Regions from separate parts of the Choristoneura fumiferana genome. Here region 2 is linked to region 1. Evidence: chromatin contacts called from public Hi-C data. All regions are on one chromosome and are shown on one strand. Each heading gives the region's core, a stretch centred on a gene start, on an enhancer-like site or on the middle of the called end of the contact. The rest is flanking DNA. Distances are from core to core; before and after follow the strand shown. Region 1 holds the start of LOC141430929. Region 2 holds the start of LOC141430925 (hsp70-binding protein 1).

Region 1 (5,389 bases), core at 1,271-3,770:
TCAAGTACGATCCTATCTCGATATCGTACGGAGTTCCGCTCCGTCTGACCTTCAAGCGCACAAATATAGTTTTTACTGCTTAGCCTGTTATTAAGAATTTTAATTATACCTACTTGGCAACTGAAAATCTTGTTTATCTTAAGAATCATGTCTGAGCTATTTTTTTGGGTTTTTAATTGAAGAGAATTACATGGTTTAAATTTTTCAGTTAACGTGCGACAAACAGTCCTTTTTTACGTATGTACATAGATTCTACATGTGTTCCCATCTTTTGGCTTAGTTTGTGTTAGTTACATATATGCGTTGTGGGCTATGGCAGTATTTGTAGGTCTTCCATGTGTCTCACATGTATACATTTTATTTTAATGTCGTATCACCAAAGCCACAATTTCTGTTACTGTGCTATATTGTGCGAACGGACTACGAAATACCTAGTAGCTTTATATTATAACAGAGATATCAGTATCAAGGCTTTCAGTCACCAACGACACAACGTGCTGCAGAGACAAGCAACCCACTTGGCAAGAATTTTGTTTTTCATTATCGACTAATATTTTATAAACAAGAATGTTTGCTATTTCAGACACTGGATACTATTCATGTAAAAACGTGAGCGTCATTGTCAAGCCACAAATGCATTTAATTTGCAGTATTGTGGTTGGCCTAATTTTGGTAAATTTCCTGAATATTTGTGAATGAGTCTCAGGTCATGTATATTCATTTTTATATCTAAGGCCTACCACCACCACCACCTTTACCACCTTTGAAGTCTCTTATAAAGTAAAAAATATTTACATGCAAATGTCGGTTACGCCCTTAACATCTAGAGTACGTAAATATTCACTTACAATCATTAACATTGCACAAGGCTCGCACGACTACATGCAAATGTCGGTTACGCCCTTAACATTTAGAACGTAAGCGCCAATTATTTTAAATCACCACAAGGCTCTAATACGTAGCTATTGTGGTTCCATATCTTTACAATTTTCCTAGATCTCATACCTAAGCTACACAGACCTACCTAATAGATACTTATGCATAAAAGATCAGATGCTAAGTGCATTCTACATACTTGTGTAGGTGTGTTTATTTGTGTGTAACGCTATAATTAGATGTCAGGGCTACATTGCCTTTCTTGAAAGGTTAATAACAGCACAGCTGTTAAACGTGTCTGCTGTACCTATAGGTGTTAAGTTTATACGTAGGGTCGTATACAGTATAGCATAGATAGTGTTAGGTAGTACGATACGCCCTAAGCGCGGCATTTGTTTAGCATCAGCCTGTAGATAGGGCTACAGCTAGTATTTAGTTTTGTTAGGGTGACCACGAGTGTATTAGACTTAGGACAGACCACCGTAGTTTGTTAGACTTAATGTACGACATTTTTTTTGACGAAAATTATCCTTATTCCTTATGCTACGAATATGCGTGTCTTTATTAGTCTTTTACGATGAAACAGCTGGACGAATTCGGATTTAATTTAATACGTTTATCTAACACATAGACTACGTTTTATCTTTATAATTCCGGGGATCGGAATGTACCTATTAACTAATGTAAAATCACGACACCTCAACTGCTAACTAGAGACATGATAACTTGGCACTTACAAGGTTAATGAAGACCAAGATGTCCACGATGTAATTTCCAAGTTCAAATGGGAATTCAGTAAAATAGCTGTAATTTCAATTCAACTGCCAGATAGTACCTAGCAAAAATTTACGAATTTGTAACTACTGACATTAACCTACAGCATTTTGGATATCAAAACCGAGCTTAGCAACAACGGACAGCTATACCGATAGTGATAAGATATATCCACATTGCTATTTCAGAAGATTGTAATTAGACTTGATACCTAGTCCAATAAATGAGATGCTTCAATTCATAGTAGCCAACGTAATGCCCTATGCAAACAAATCAAGGAAGTACCATCCAGTTTGAATGATATTGACGGAAGAGAAAGAGAATACATATGTTCGTCAGAGCAAGCCCGGGTAACCTCACGTTACCATACGGCCACGTTGTAGGTGAACTAAGCAAATGGGGTTACCTTGAGAACTCGATGAGGACCTCCCCGCAAGGCGACGACCACACCATATCAACACACAACACTAAAACTCCACCTGCACATCACTGGATAAGGACCAAAGCACCAGAATGATAACACCACTAAACAAAAAAAAAACCGGGGGTCCTAAGAAGGTCGAATCTGATATTTTTTCACGGTAGAGCTCGCAACGTCGCGCTGTCGCCGGACGGACGCGCGTTCGGCCCGCGCTGCGCTCATTGGCCAAATGTGACGGCGGCCATCATTGCACGGCGCGCGGCCGTCCAATGACGCCGCGTCCCGCTCGCCCCGCCCACATCCTCGTGGCCTGTTGAATGAACTCGCCGGCAGTCGCGGCCGAATCGTCAGAGCCGCAGCACGTATGAAGTTCGACAGATGTGAACGGACAGTGACGAGTGATAATACGCTAGCTACCTGATCCGTTTACACAAAAAAATAAAGTAGAAAATAGTGGACGTAAAATGGTAATGTAAGTAATTAGTTTCAAATGAGATAATGAATAATTGAAACGGTAGGAAATCACGTGATGATTAGTGTTTTTTTTTATGTGAATGATGAATAGAAATTACTTTTCTAATATAGGCAGGTTTTGACTTGTACCTGAAACAAGAAAACGACAAAAATCAGATATCATAGTTAACTTAATGACATGTTTGCATGTAAAACGAACATTAATTTCACCTTGGAAACATGTAGGTTGTTTAAATTTCCACTATACATATTCTTGGATAAAATTTTAATAGAACTCTACTAACAAATGTTTTCGTAGTCAAGCTTTAAAAAAACAACTTACATTTAAAATACATACAGCCAGACCTAAATAGTCTAGTCTATAGTAATAGTCTATGAAATGTGAGGGATTCTTAATATTAAAATACATACTCAATTAATTTAAATTTTTTAGACAAACGCCTTGTTATTTTTGAAATATTTTTTTGGAAAATTCAATGATATGAGTGAGTGAGTGACGCAAGAAAACTATTTATATTATAATTTATCCAACCACCTTAAGAATAATAGGTTTACTATATTATAAACCGGTTTGAATGAAAGACCTTTCTCTCAGCATAACGCTTTTAATGAGTCCGGCATGCAGGACATTTCTTTATACTTTTCAAATTTCAACCCCTCGGATGATCTTGGCACTCAACTCGACGCTAAAATAGGTACTTCTAAGCGTCCTAACTAGACCACAAATTCCTCCTCTAATTTTACAGCGCATATTTGAGCAGGTTATAAAAGCCTGCCTGCCTAGTACCTGAAACAACGAATGGTAAGCATACCTTTTATACCGGTTGTAAAAGGGTCCGCTAGCTACAGGGCAGGGGGCAGGGTGTGGTCATGGACATGAAGGGAATGTTTCTTTAGCGCCTTAAAATAACGGGCAAAGGTGCGTGCCTGAATAAATAAAAGATATAGACTCCTAACAACCTCCAAAATACTAGCTCGCGTTTTTCACAATGAAATTGGCGGTAGTTGAAAGGTTTGGGTAAGTGCTGTTTGTGAATAATCCTAACCTAGACTCAAACAGTGAATACTTAATATTATTTTAAGTAGGTACTAACTATAATGTTGCTGCTGATGGGAAGGATTGCGTCTGCATCGCACTACCAACACAGCGTAAACAAAACCCACTTTGTATCAAAATGGGTTCAAGTGATTTAGAACATAGTAGAAAAACAAGAATTTATCTTGGGCCATAAAGTTGTAAGTAGTAACACTCGTAACTAATAAAGCATCACTTAAAACCTGTCAGTTTAAACGTCTAAGAATTACACTAATATATTTTCTATACCCAAAAAGTTAGCAAAACCAGCTGATTTGGCGGCTCTTCAAGGTCCTACCAGTCACGGGGTGATCCCCCACGCAGGGAGAGGGGAGAGGCAAAATGTCGATAACAGCTCTGTATATACCTACATAGCATAGGTACTCCTACACTTTCATCTTAGGTAGGGAGAGTAGGGAATGAAAGTTCAAGAAAAAAAACAACAAATTTGAGATTTCCTCTCTTGTAGATTACGGAATGCCTTGACGAGTGAGTCACAAATATATCAAATCACACCTCTAAAAGTGGATGATGAGACAACGTAACGGTTCGATCTCAGGTACGTAACATCTACAGACATGACTGCTGGCATCGCAAGACAATTTCAACAAAATCCTTTTACAAAATCTGAATATACAATCATTAATACATAACCTACATAATATAACAAGCAGACTTGGATCACATTCAAACAGGAAAATATCTATTGTACGCAAAACAAGACAATCGCTGCGAAAATAGCGTTGACGTTGAGTCAGTTGCGGATGTTTTTGACGTTTTTACAAGCTGTTATTTGCATAACATGGCTATCTTCACCACTGTAACCAAGTTCCGAGAACACAATAGTTATTATCATAGAATCACAACGGAATGCCTAGTTGACTTGAAACTGGCGATAAGATATTGGACTCCTCGTGCATATCTTAATTCATAAGAAAGAATCCAGTTACATCAGAATGCATGTCTAGAAAGCACGTGTATGTTTGGAAAGGAGGGAAGGAAAGGAACCCAAGTTAAAGAGTTGAAAATGTACAAGTACATACCTACCGTAGGTAGGTGTGAGTTTTCCTAAAAACAAGACCCATGCTAGGTAATGAGGCCAGGACGCAATAAATATACAGCACCACGCCATGCATTGATCTGCACATTATTGTCAAAAAGTTCTAAGCCCTGTTTCTCGAAGCATATTAGACTAATGTTTCATTTTTTCATTCAACTTACGACAAAACACAAATATTATTGGACTTGTAAGAGTTTTAAGCATTGACAAACAGGGACCTGTACAGCTGACTGTGTGTGTACAGCGTCCAAAAATATAATAAAAGCCATATATACATAGAATTTTGACATTACCTGTCCAAAAACAAGGCAATCCTTTACGAATGCAGGCACGCTGCTTCCCCTTATGAATTTGAGATCAAGACGAACGTTTCGTATGATCGCACCGGTCCAATTCGCACACCGCACAGCCAATCCAAACATCTCCGCCATCTTGCTTTAGCCTCATGCTAAACACAGATTGAACGTTCAAATACTTACACTACTTTAAAGTCAAGGTCATTGAGGGTTACTGTTTCGACGCGTGAAATGAATTTAACACCCTCTTTGTCTTTAATTTAGTCATTTGAAGACATGTTTTTGAGCATTATTCTAATATCAGTTAAACCGAGACTTCATCTCTGTCTAGGGTTTTGAACTAGTCAATGTAAATGAGAAACAGGCGCTATGAGGGGGACGTAAGTATTCGATTGGATATGGAAGATGAAACG
Region 2 (5,389 bases), core at 1,153-3,652, 150 kb after region 1:
TAGATCGTTCAATATGTTTTAACTACTTGTTATGTTCCATTCGAGTGATGGCCCCAGCGCTTGTTATTGGAGATTCGCGCCTCAGCAATTTATCTAACTGATAGCGTATCGCTATCTGGGATTATGATGTGATAAACAGCGGCATGTTGACAGATATTGTCAGCATCTGATTCGGTACTTGAGATTGTTTTGTTTGCTATTACGGGAAGCAAACAATATTTCGTGCTGTTGAGAGATGGCATTTCTAACGGCGTTGGTTTCACACAGGATGAATGAGGGTTTTTCGATATGGGAAATATCGCTAGATGGCGCCAGTAACGTGAAGTCCGTCTGACAACTTTGACATATGTGCGTCGCGCTCGTGATTGGTTAAATAACTAAATGAGCCAATCGCAAGCAAGACTGAAACGTCAAACGGACCTTATGATACTAACGCCATCTAGCGATATTTCGCCCGTCGAAAAATCCTCAGTCTAACGCGCTGATATTCGAAATCGCATTCACCATCTCTTTCTGACGTATTACACCGCGTGACAGAAATAAGTGGTGAAAACGATTACAAGTGTGTTAGACAATAAGGTCTCGAAGTATTTACACTTCAAGAGGTAAAACTGTGTGTCGTGTGGTATAAGAGTCTGCTGCTTGCAAGTTATATTAAAAACAAATACTTATGTATTTACGATTTAAAAATAAAATCAGGAACTACGATTATACAGTGACACTGAAAATTTAGGAGTGACATCCCAATATTTTTTTGTCTTAATCTTGTTCAGTATATATTATGCAGATTCTATAGATATTAGATTTATTTTCAACAAAAATTACAAATTCGTCCAGGAGCGCAAAGGTAACGGATGTCGTTTTTTTACAACGCCCTCTGGTGGTGGCAAGTGTAAGCAGAATAATTTGTGAGGAAAAAACAGCAAAGCGTTGTAGCGATGCCATGATCCGCGTGGAGTCTGGAGTTATCATTTATCTGGAAACGTCTGAATACTTTGAACTTTCATTAAACAGTACCTACGTCAGTGATGTATCAGGAACGAAGAAACCTTACCTTTATTAAGGTCTCTACCCACTACCCCATATCATGCCATGACCGTAATAGGAACGTGTGAGGAACGGAATGTCAAATGCATACATGACACGAGATGGCGACGGTTGGTTACGAAACTTGCTAGTGGGCATAATCTCACACTTCTCGATACAAAGAATATATTTTTGCTTGACAAGATACTATTACGGTCATGATATGATATGGTGAAATGGGTAGAGACCTTTACCAAATATGACAGTTGGAAATACGATGACTTTCCAAACATGACGAATGTCGATGGCTGTAGGTATAATGCCAAACAGTAGGTTGCCCCAGGTAGTTTTTTTTTGGAGTTTATGGCTTCGTAACGAGACCTTTGCCAATGGCAGGTAGATGGTAGCTGCGATAGGTAGTGAGGGAAGAGTTAACACTTTTTACATGGCAGCAAAATTCGAGGCCACGCATATATTTTAAAAATATTTTTTATTTTATCTAGATAAATACTCAAAGATTTTAAATGTTAAAATAATCCTTGATTGAAAAAATATATTTAATGTTCTATGATACATATTACTTAATGTAGTGTATTGTAGGTAGGTATATATAGTGTTGCTGAAATAGCGCGAATTGACGCCATCCATCCCATCATGGAGCAGGTAAGTTATTTTATATATAAAATGATTAAAATGTCTTGCGACCCCCTACTATGGCGTTAGCGTGGATGGTGCAATAAGAAACAATATTTTTTTTTGCAGTCAGCTCGTTTTGGATATTTTAGCAACTACAATAGATACTTTCATCTAAATTCCTAGATATTTTAGTTTTTTGTTAGGATTTTCCAAATTTTTTAATGGTAACATTATTTATGCGTGTTGTAAATGAGTAGGGCTACTACGAAACTCTAAACTCTGTTCGTGTCGTGCGGTTCCTTTGACACATACTGTTTAATACGAGAGCGAGAGGGAACAGCAGGGCTACTACGAAACTCGAAGTTCGTATCGTACCGTCCCTCTCGCTCTCGTATTAAATAGTATAAGTGTCAGAAGGACCGCACGACACGAACTTCGAGTTTCGAGTTTCGTAGTAGCCCTGCAGTAAAATACGAGCTATGAGTTTCGTTGTAGTCCTGCAGGGCTACTACGAAACTCGAAGTTCGTGTCGTGCTGTTCCTCTGACACTTATACGGTTTAATACGAGAGCGAGAGGGACGGTACGATATGAACTTCGAGTTTCGAGTTTCGTAGTAGCCCTGCTGCAGCCGCCTCCGCCCACTGTACAACCCATGGTACAACCAGGCCAACCAGCCAGCTGACAATGTAGTTAAATGAACGTATGGATGATCAAAGAGGCTTTCGGTTTTTCTTAAAATATCTCGCGCTTGTGTGACATACATCCTCATTATCAGACGTGTGTTTATTGAAAAGTGTCTAAAATACACCTCAATTCAGTCAGTTTGACGGGTAATTAATTTGTGTCCATGTGTCCGATTTCTACTTCATAGCACATAAATATTAAGTACAGTTTATAAATTGATGTGACGATATTTCATGAAATAAAAATATTGTTACTTAAAAATATTTGTTAATTTAATAAACTAAAAATAAGCATACAGCAAGTTTTTTCCGTCGTCCATTACAACTTGGACTCAATTTATAAAATTAAAATGTCGGTTTGACATTGACAGCTCAAAAAAACAAGCACGCACGGTGTTTCGTTCGTGCGTGTTCTAGAACTCCAGAGAATCCAACAATTTCCAAGACTTACATCAACTTTTATGAATCATTCACATCAATATTAACCTCCAAATACATTTGTACTCCAGTTGTGATTATTCGCCCAGTGTAGCAACTGTCCTGTCCTTCCATATTTCTCATATAATTTCCATTCAAAACATGTCTGCAAATAATCCAGGGCAAAATAATGCTATTGCGGGAGCCCTTACGTTCCCTAGCAGAAGTCAGGACCCTCAGCCTTTGCCAGAGCAGCCGCGTCAGCCTCGGAATTTGCAGGTACCATTTAATTGAGTTTATTAATTACTTCAAGTAAGTATTTAATTACGCATTATTCAGAACTAGTAATCGTCAGCTTAGCCACTGTATTTTTTGTAATATGCTTTAAATGAACCTCTCGCATACAGTTGCATTATTAAAGTAGTTAGGTACTCATACATTTTGAATCGCTTTTAAATATCTTAATTATGTAGTACTTTTATACTTGTTTTGTCTTCATCTTTATTTCAATAGTTATTTTTATTATTAATTTGCCTTTGAATAGATTTATTTAGTTGTTTGGTATAAATAAATGAGACTATACATAAAAAAAACCTGGAAATGAAAACTAGTACTCCAGTCATCCCATATTTTTAGCCTCAAAGTTTGGAAGTTGATTTGTTTATTTTCAGTTTTTTATGATATGACCCGATCCACCTCAACCCGAGTTGCTGAATCCCATTCTCTGGTCTGCCATATTTTTTTTATTTAGTGCATTTATTTTATATTTGTACTGTACTTATCTTTCAGGGCCTCCTTAGGTTTGCCATGGAAGCAACGAAGGCTGAAGATGCTCCTGGTCCCTCGGAGCTGGGACCCATGGATGAGGAGGTATGGAGCATTTTTTGTAGAAAAAATGTTTTTTAAGATGCATTTCAGTTAATACTTACGCCATTTAATTTTTATATTGACTATAACATATTGCTTGATATTCTCATACAAAGTGCCCACTTAATTTGAATTACTTTTTTTCATGTAGTTCCACTGATTGTAGTTCTATACAATACTAAAGTTAAAGTTATATTGAAATATTTAAATTGAGTGAATTTTGATGAAAAAAGTGATTAGAAGTCTAGTTAAAAGACACAAATTATAGATAAATGTATTATTGACTCGATCCAGTGTGTTTATACAAGGATTTTGATGAAATCAGTTTGTTTACACTTCTTATAAATTGGATAGGCATAAACCATACCTCTTTATGCTTAAACTACTGAACTGAAATTTGTTATGAAAAAAGTTTAAGACCATGGGAAGATAACTGCATAGTTCCTGCAGGATAGGTTTGAACTAATACTTTAAAGGCAGAATACAGCTAACTGCTAGTAACATGCCTACCCTGGAATTGTCCTAATGGATGGACTTAATTAATTTCGAAAAAGAAGAGGTTTCCATTTTTTTATTTGGGTGGCATCATTCAATTTTCTAATTTGTTCTAATCATGTTTCCATTATCCAGCGCCGCAAATTCCTCGAAGAAGCCTTAAGGAGTTTGACAGTGGATGTGGCTCAGGTGCTACAGGACTCCATCAAGATCCTGTCTGATGCTGAGAAGATCCATGGTATACAACTCGGGGAGCCCCTGCCAGAGGATGTCAGTAATGCGTTCACCACTCTCATGGACTTTATTGATGACATGGACATTGCTAATGGTAATTTTTATGGATTTACTGGATTTTCAGTTGCTAATTAGTTTTGTTATAACTAAAGCCATAGATATAATTTTTCGCATAAATCATTTGAAATGGGGTTGAATGGGTCATATGCTGCGCGGCAGAAGGGACAAATGGAGCAAACAAGTAACCTTATGGTACCCAAGAGAGGACTTTAGAAGAAAGGGGCGCCCAAAAACAAGATAGAGAGACGACATCCGCCTAACACTGGGACCTTACTGGACTAGGGTAGCAGAAGATAGAGCTCAATGGAAAGACCTGGAGCTGCCAAGAGGCATGCTGAATCCAGAGACATAATATAGAATAGAACATTTAAACATGTACTGCTGAAGTTGTAGAAAATTCAGAATAGAAGGGCTTTATTATTATAATTAGTTTTATTGTAAGTTTTTTGATGACTGAAGCCGTATTGTCTAACCGTTAGACTCTAACATGCTGTTGTTCGCGATCGCATTCCCCATCTTTCTACTCTCGTATTAGGCCGCGTTTCCACCTGAGATGTGCTAGGATATGTTGCAAGGAATGTGTTTTTCATGAACCAATACGCTTCATTTACCTATCCTTGCACAGCACATCTCTGGTGGAAACAGTAAAGCGGAGCGTGGCGAGGTAAATGCAGTGTTTCTATTGGTTCATGAAAAACACATTTCTCGCAACCCATCATCGCACATATCTAGTGGAAACGGAGCCTTACACTCGTACCGTCTGATGGCAAGAAGTGGTGAAAATGATTATGACGCAATACAAAACTCTTCTTTCCAGATTTTTACAAACTTGGTGGCTTCGCAATCTTCCCGGTTTGCTACGGCAGCGAGAACGAGGATGTCCGTGCCAAAGCCAGCTTCGTCCTGGCAGAGTTGTGCCAGAACAACCCGTTCTGCCAAGCGCGGGCGCTGGAAAGCGGTCTGCTTAACG

What was found. A called contact is a pair of places that touch in the nucleus more often than the background predicts.
Region 2: a Hi-C map of whole pupa shows a contact between it and region 1, with 2.9 times the contacts expected there. The contact joins the promoter of LOC141430925 here to the promoter of LOC141430929 in region 1. A contact is called at or near these places in 2 of 2 Hi-C or Micro-C datasets (both in whole pupa).

Annotation. Positions count from the first base shown.
Region 1 is chr9:1,533,339-1,538,727 of NRCan_CFum_1, forward strand. LOC141430929 reads left to right here and starts at 2,521. Exons shown (of 5, transcript XM_074091818.1): 1 at 2,521-2,543. The coding sequence starts at 2,536. It overlaps Smr (nuclear receptor corepressor smrter), which reads right to left and starts at 2,266. Exons shown (of 39, transcript XM_074092506.1): 1 at 2,057-2,266. The coding sequence starts at 2,103. LOC141430936 (a long non-coding RNA gene) reads right to left here. Exons shown (of 3, transcript XR_012451682.1): 2 at 4,974-5,128; 3 at 3,212-3,332.
Region 2 is chr9:1,684,697-1,690,085 of NRCan_CFum_1, forward strand. LOC141430925 (hsp70-binding protein 1) reads left to right here and starts at 2,403. Exons shown (of 6, transcript XM_074091813.1): 1 at 2,403-3,042; 2 at 3,553-3,633; 3 at 4,261-4,453; 4 at 5,237-5,389. The coding sequence starts at 2,926. LOC141430934 (a long non-coding RNA gene) reads right to left here and starts at 730. Exons shown (of 2, transcript XR_012451680.1): 1 at 1-730.